2 separate regions of the Oncorhynchus mykiss genome follow, and region 1 is linked to region 2. Evidence: chromatin contacts called from public Hi-C data. All regions are on one chromosome and are shown on one strand. Each heading gives the region's core, a stretch centred on a gene start, on an enhancer-like site or on the middle of the called end of the contact. The rest is flanking DNA. Distances are from core to core; before and after follow the strand shown.

What was found. A called contact is a pair of places that touch in the nucleus more often than the background predicts.
Region 1: a Hi-C map of liver shows a contact between it and region 2, with 2.1 times the contacts expected there. The contact joins the promoter of adnpb here to the promoter of LOC110532253 in region 2. A contact is called at or near these places in 2 of 3 Hi-C or Micro-C datasets (blood and liver).

Annotation. Positions count from the first base shown.
Region 1 is chr9:48,517,835-48,521,898 of USDA_OmykA_1.1, reverse strand. adnpb (activity-dependent neuroprotector homeobox b) reads left to right here and starts at 2,749. Exons shown (of 4, transcript XM_021615997.2): 1 at 2,749-2,898.
Region 2 is chr9:48,298,220-48,302,474 of USDA_OmykA_1.1, reverse strand. It overlaps LOC110532253 (NSFL1 cofactor p47), which reads left to right and starts at 2,152. Exons shown (of 9, transcript XM_021615982.2): 1 at 2,152-2,337; 2 at 3,060-3,166; 3 at 3,354-3,431. The coding sequence starts at 2,236.

The DNA.
Region 1 (4,064 bases), core at 1,500-3,999, 220 kb before region 2:
CATTCTGCGGTCCAACTGATCCCAAACCATCTCAATTTGGTTGAGGTCGGGTGATTGTGTATGCCAGATCATCTGATACAGCACTCTCCTTGGTCAAATAGTCCTTACACAGTCTGGAAGTGTGTTGGGTCATTGTCCTGTTGAAAAACAAATGATAGTCCCATTAAGCGCAAGATTGGATGGCATATCGCTGCAGAATGCTGTGGTAGCCATTCTGGTTAAGTGTGCCTTGAATTCTAAATTAATCACTGACAGTGACACCTACAAAGCACCCCCACACCATCCCACCTCCTCCATGCTTCACGGTGGGAACCACACATGCGGAGGTCATCCATTCACACACTCTGCGTATCACAAAGACAAGGCGGTTGGAACCAAAAATCTCTGGTGGACTTGGTCTTTTACCAAATAGGGCTTTCTTCTGTATAACAACCCTACCTTGTCACAACACAACTGATTGTCTCAAAAAGAAAGAAATTCCACAAATTAACGTTTAACAAGGCACACCTGTTAATTTAAATTTATTCCAGGTGACTACCTCATGAAGCTGGTTGAGAGAATGCCAAGCCTGTACAAAGCTGTCATCAAGGCAAGTGGTGGCTACTTTGAAGAATCTCAAATATAAAATATATTTTGATTTGTTTTACACTTCTTTGGTTACTACATGATTCCATATGTTATTTCATACTTTTGATGTCTTCGCTATTATTCTACAATGTAAATGAAATGAAAATAGTAAAAATAAAGAATAACCCTTGAATGAGTAGGTGTGTCCAAACTTTTGACTGGTACTGTATATATTTAAGCATAAAATAATAATCACCAAAGTAGTGCACTGACCCTTTACTAGTCCTTTATTAGCAGACCGAGATAGCCATCTGTGGCGCAGTTGACAAATAAATCTTAGCACCCCCCCGGAAAAATATAACAGCACCCCCACCCTCAAACTACTTCCTATGGTCAAAGGGTATGAATACTTTCTGAAGTCAATGTAATTCCACTTTGATATTATGGGGTATTGTGTGTAGGCCAGTGACACAAAATCTGAATTGAATACATTTTAAATTCAGGTTGTAACACAACAAAGTGTGGGGGAAAGTAAAGGGGTGTGAACTTTCTGAAGGTAATATATGTTATTACAGCTGATAGACCCGACTACGGCTAGAGTGGTGATCACCAACCGATCTCCATGGAATTCCTAGTCAATCACAAAACATTTCTTTAAAAACCCCAACGGTAAAGCCTTGGTTCCTACTTGTTATTGTTTTTTTTTTGTTGCACTGTTGGCAGTTGGTAGTCTTGATTCAGCAGCCCAAGTGCCAGGAAGGCAAAGTGTTCCCATTTTGAACCATTTCATGTGTCTGAAGGTAGAACTTCGCCTACCCAGCAAAGAGCAAATCAAGTGCAGTAATAGGCCTACCACTGGCCAATAACATAGCTCAGATCACTGTATCTACACAGTTTGCTCCAAAGACTGTAAAATGAAGCCTCGAATGCACAGCAAAGTTGATGTGAGATTTCAAAGCTTTTAAAACAATGACTAGAGAGAGAGACTCGACAAATACAGCGAAGGGACAGTGTCGGTGATTCGGGTGAGAGGCAGCCTCACCGCTGTTCCCTCCCTTCCCTCAGACTGACCATCAGATGCAGGCAATCAGTCCAGAAATATAATTGCAAAATGGTCTGAAAAGGAAGGGCAATTTAAGCTTAGCCAATATTCATTGATTATGTATTGGGCCTATAGCCTACTGCACAAACCTCATTGCTACGTGACTGTTTTTAATTGGTTAATATTGCATAGGCTTACGTTTGTACGTTTGTAAAACAAATCTGAGCGGTAGGTCTCGACTTGCATTTTGACTCAAGGTGGTCTAGCTTTGGATAAAAGCTTGATTTAGAAAAGGTTGGTGACTACTGGCTTGTAGCATATTTATTTTACGCTAATCAGGTGAATTTATTGACATATTGAAGGCCTAGCCAGCATATAAAGACCTATTCATTAACCAGAAGAGCAACTTGGCTGATAATTATTATTTTTTTTGTCACTCAGGTCCAATTTGTATTTATTTTACCTTTATTTAACTAGACAAGTCAGTTAAGAACAAATTCTTATTTTCAATGTCCCAGTGGGTTAACTGCCTTGTTCAGGGACAGAACAACAGATTTGGACCTTGTCAGCTTGGGGATTCAATCTTGCAACCTTTTGGTTACTAGTCCAATGCTCTAACCACTGGGCTACGTGCTGCCCCAATGGGTCTGATCTAGACCCAGACCCGTTTGGGTACGGATCTAGGTCCCCCTTTTAAATAATGATCGGGTCCGTCCGGGTCTGATTGTCCTCAGGTCTGTTCGGGTCCGGATCCGAGAATACCTCTACTTGGAAGACAAGCCATGCACAGCAAAAAGCTGAGAGACCTCCAAGGAGGCCATGTTATACTATCCATGTCATGCTATCACCCATCAATTGAAATCCAGTATTGACATGATGAGGTCTCCATCCACCCCCACCCCAATCTCTCCAAGGGGCCCATGCTAAAATGGACAGAGAATAATATGCTCTCAGGCTTGGTAGCTGCCCAATCTCTGAGGAAAGTAGTCCCGGTGAGTTAAGTGCCAGCATAGAACAGCGCCACCTACTGTTCTCATAGCACTCTGACATTGGGCAAGTGCAAAGGCACTGTGTTGGTACTGAGGCACTGTATACATCCGACCCTCTGCAGGGGAGGGCGCTCGTTGTAGCTAGTCCTAACGCATGCGTTCACGCTCAACTAGAGGGTGCCTCCTGTTGGTTCAATCTGGTAATTGCAGATCGAGCTTGTTTACCCCAATCCCCCAGGCATAGAATTTGACAGACGTTGAAGAACGACCGAGGCCAAAATCTGAGGCCTGTCTTGCACGGTAAGAGGTTAGACTTGTTTACCACACAGTAATTTAGTTTTATAAATCTCGACTCATTTTGATATCACAATTAGCTTTTTATGCTAATCAAACATATGTCACTTCCGCCCTTTCAATTGCGCCATTTTGGATAGGGCAGTTTATAGTCTAGGATGGGTGTATTGTCTTTATAGGGAAGAGATGGGTATGCATTATTATCAGTAAACAGTCACAGAGTTTACACAGTTTTGGATTAGGTGTAACTACGTCGTAATATTTAAAACAGCGCTACTTTATATTTTCCTGCAATGGGCATTTTCGATGTTTATCTAGCTAAATGAGTTCCAGCGGCACTTCATCCCCGGCATCCGAGAAGGATACTCTGTGTCGGATAGTGAGAGGAGTCGAGCTCCCTCGCGGTGTGGTGTGACCGCTTGGAGAGTAGACGGCAAGGCGGTTATTCCCGGCTGCTTATTTGGAGGCATAGGAGGGAACGTGAGAGTGCCCAACGATTTGTCTCACCGTTTCTCGTAATTGAAATCATTTACGCCAACGGGACCACCGTATTTCAAACCAGGTAAACTCGTCACTCCGCTTTTCATACAACCTCGCTAGCTAGGAGGGTTAACTACGATGATGCGTTGCCGCTATTCGTTCCTAGCTAAGGTCGGCGAACAATGTAGACTTAAGCTTTATGTATTGATGATAACAAATTAAACAATATTACGTGGAGTGTTATGTTACCGTATATCTTAAGTTGTCGTTTACATTGTACCACTTTTGGCCAGCTAAACTTGGGCACTGAGTAGCGCTCAAAATCAGCACCTACTGAAGAGGTGCGGGGCTCCTTTCTAGTACTCTTGTAGCAGCTGCTAGCTCGCTGTGTTTTACTTGCGCTTCCCTTTGTGGTGGGTGACTCGCGACTGCGAGGAAGCAATCGGCTATCGTTCTGGTAACAGTATTACCAAGTCAGACGTTATTAAGGTGTAGAAAGAACCATGAGGTATAATTCACGTAGTAGCTAATCGTGTAAGAAATATTTCTATCCTCTTTCATTGGTCGACCAGAAAGCCATATACGATATTCATCATTGACTTCAATCAAAGCATCATTTTGGCCAAATTGAAGAAGAGAGACGATAGCTCGTACCCTCCTCTAACGTCACTCTCCTAGTTAATAGACACATT
Region 2 (4,255 bases), core at 903-3,402:
AAAATTTTATCTGATCTTCATCTTAGTCACAACAGTAGACAAACAGTGTGCGTAAACTAATTAACACATACAGTTGAAGTCGGAAGTTTACATACACCTTAGCAAAATACATTTAAAAACTCAGTTTTTCACAATTCCTGACATTTAATCAGAGTAAAAATTCCCTGTCTTAGGTCAGTTAGGATCACCACTTTATTTTAAGAATGTGAAATGTCAGAATAATAGTAGCGAGAATGATTTATTTCAGCTTTTACTTCTTTCATCACATTCCCAGTGGGTCAGACGTTTACATACACTCAATTAGTATTTGGTAGCAATGCCTTTAAATTTAACTTGGGTTAAATGATTCAGGTAGCCTTCCACAAGTGAATGTTGGCCCATTCCTCCTGACAGAACTGGTGTAACTGAGTCAGGTTTGTAGGCCTCCTTGCTCGCACACGCTTTTTCAGTTCTGCCCACAAATTTTCTATAGGATTGAGGTCAGGGCTTTGTGATGGCCACTCCAATACCTTGACTTTGTTGTCCTTTAGCCATTTTGCCACAACTTTAGAAGTATGCTTGGGGTCATTGTCCATTTGGAAGACCTATTCGCGACCAAGCTTTAACTTCCTGACTGATGTCTTGAGATGTTGCTTCAACATATCCACATCATTTTCCTTCCTCGTGTTGCCATCTATTTCGTGAAGTGCACCAGTCCCTCCAGCAGCAAAGCACAACGACAACATGATGCTGTCACCCCCGTGCTTCATGGTTGGGATGGTGTTCTTCTTGCAAGTCTCCTAATTTTTCCTCCAAACATAACGTTGGTCATTATGGCCAAACAGTTCTATTTTTGTTTCATCAGACCAGAGGACATTTCTACAAAAAGTACGATCTTTGTCCCCATGTGCAGTTGCAAACCGTAGTCTGGCTTTTTTTATGGCTGCTTTGTAGCAGTGGCTTCATCCTTGCTGAGTGGCCTTTCAGGTTATGTTGATATAGGACTCATTGTACTGTGGATATAGATCATTTTGTACCTGTTTCCTCTAGCATCTTCACAAGGTCCTGTTGCAACTCAATATTAGGAAGACGTTCCTAATGTTTGGCATACTCAGTGCATATATTAGATGGTTAGTGTTTAAATGCCCTCTTTATAGAGAGCAATAGTGAAGGCTTATTTTTGTACGGACTAACTCTGCCATGGTTCTTTGGACAAAGCCTATGGGAAAGTAAATGGAGTTTTGTAGAGTTTTTGGATAAATGCTAAAAATAAGGTCTGTGGTAAAAACAGGCTTAGGAGATCCGATACAGTTTCATCTATGAGAATCTTCATCAGCTAACGTCACTTGTGAATTTTGATGCATTTCCGTAATAAAATGAAACACAAAGCACATAAAAGGCTTCATAATTCATAAAGGTCATGCTAACTGACTGATATTATCTTATAAAACAAAACATATAAGATCTCCTAAGCCTGTGTTAAACTCTGACCTTATTTTCGCCGTTTATCCCCATTCATTTTCCGCATAGGAATGACTAAACAAAACAAAGGTAACTAATTTCTGTTTTTTAGGACTATAAACTGGCGAGCTCTATTAGCGACGAAGAAACAATTCAAATAGAAATCTTATCAGATAGTCCAGGGGAATTCTTGAAGAATATAACTTATAAATGCCCAAAAAAGTATTTAATAGTAGAACTGATATACCCATCAGAACCCAAAATATAAGCCTGCTTTGATTGTAAACAAACACCAATATAGACTTAAAAAACGTGGTTAAAACTAAAATGTTGATCCCATTCATGGTCTGTCAATGAATTTGAGAGTAGTTAGTGCTCCAGTCCAACCCCTCAGCTGTTTAGAAAAACAAGCGGCAGTGACTGCTTTGTTGATTATTCAAATCCCAGATTGCCCCTTTGTTATGGCAGAAAATACTGCTATATTTGTTATGGTAATAGTAGCCTCTACTAGGCTTTATTCACCTCATCTTTGTGAGGCCTGGAAGCAGTAACTATGGTAATAGCCTACAGATAATACAATTTTAGATATAAATGTCAAATCTATGTGAAATATTATTCCTCCAAATAAAATGTATTAACTTTGTCAGGAAAATACAACACGTCATAAACATTGTTCACATGTAGGCCTGTTTGCCTTACCCTCCTGTAGCCTACTGCATTTAGCTGAGATAGGAACCAAGTTGGTAGGTGATTCCTCAACTGGAGTCGGAACAGTCATTGAATGGGCATATCAAAATGGCGGACCAAGAATCCTCGGTGAGGGAGTTCGTTGCTGTTACTGATGTTGATGAAGAGAGGGCCCGTTTTTTCTTGGAGTCTGCCGGTTGGGATTTGCAGGTACATGCTGGTCACATCGACCTACCAGTTGTACTACATGTGATATTTGAAGTTCACTCACAACAACATATGAATGACAGTATCTAGTTAGCTAGCTAACACTTACTAGCAGGCTAGCTACTGTACTAGTTTCTGCAAGTCACTCTTTCTCACAACAATAGATCGAGTGACCATTGCGGTCATATTCCCTGGTATCTAGTTATCTACCAATCCGTTTCACACAGATACCAATGTTTTACTACCACTGCCTAGTAGCGAGTTTAATGTTAACTTGCTAACAAATCCGTTTCATTTATGAATGGCTCACTGCGTTCTAGCTAACTAATGTTATCTGGCTAACAAGCTAGCTAGCAGATTAGCTAGGGGGGCTAATTTAGCTAACTATTGTAACTAACGCGTTAGCTAACTATCAGATTGGCATATATTATGGTCCAGCAGTAAGCCAACCTCACAACTACCTAACAACATATTCCAACTAGTCACTGAGATGATGGCTAATGTATCAGATGTTTCCCATCCTAACGTTAATTGCTAGCAAGTATAATATGTATAAGAACATCCCTCTCAGCTAACTACTAGTAGGTAGTTACTACTTAATTCGGCAAGTTCACAATTAAGCTCTAACTAGCCAACTTTAGATAGCTAGTAATCAGCTTTAGACTCTGACTAGACATTGAGATCTTGACGTTTGAATGACATGGAATCTTGGTCTCTTTCCTTAGCTTGCCCTGGCCAGTTTCTTTGAAGATGGTGCTGAGGATGACATAGTGACATTACCTCAGCCAGAGAGTGGTGGATCCTCTGTGCCTCGTTCCACAGGGCCTGGCAGGTACATAGCTAACTGACCTATGTAAATCTATTGTTACACTGTCATTCTATGTACCATTAAAACAGGATGCCCATATCCTTTCAGTGTTGCCTTTGTCATTTTTTAAATTATTATTCTATGAAACATTTCATGTTACATGATTAATGTTTCACCCTATTGTCATTCATTGTTTTTTGTGTGTGTAAAGGAGTGAAAATAGAGTGACCTCCTTCAGGGATATGATGCACGAGGAAGAAGATGACAGTGACGAGGAGGAAGGGGAAAGGTAAGTCTGTCTTTACTTCAATGACTTTAGCGTGTATGCATTTCACATTGCATGTAGGCCTAGGCTGTGTGTATTTTGGACAGTATAGGGTGCCTCCAGAATGTACCAAAACTATTTTGGTTTCTCTATTCAGTTCTCTCTAGGCTGGTATTGCTTTCTGCCACAACAGATTCTGCTGGGTGTCAACAGTAGCTGTATATTTACCATCACAAACCGATGCTGGCACTAAGACCGCACTCAATGAGCTGTATAGGGCCATAAGCAAACGAGAGAGTGCACATCCAGAGGCGCCGCTTCTAGTGGCTAGTGAATTTAATGCAGGGAAACTGAAATTCATCTTACCTCATTTTTACCAGCATGTCACTGTGCAGCTAGAGGTGAAACACTCTAGATCATCTTTACTCCACACACAAACGCATACAAAGGTCTCCCCACCCTCCCGTTGCCAAATCTGACCATAACTCTATCATCCTGATCTCGGCTTACAAGCCAAAACTCAAACAGGAAGTACCAGTGACGTGCTCAATATGGAGGTGATCCGATGAAGTGGATGCTAAGTCAAGGACTGTTTCAGGACACATCAGTCACCGCCTTCATTAACCTGTTTGGCGCAGGTGTGCCGCTAGCGACCCACCGCGACAACATCCGGTGAAATTGCAGAGCGCCAATTTCAAATGACAGAAATAGTAATAATAAACAAATGAAAATACAAGTGTTATACATCGGTTGAAAGATTAACTTCTTGTTAATCCAGCCGCTTTGTCAGATTTCAAAAGGCTTTACGGTGAAAGCAAACATGCAATTATCTGACAGTGCCCCACACA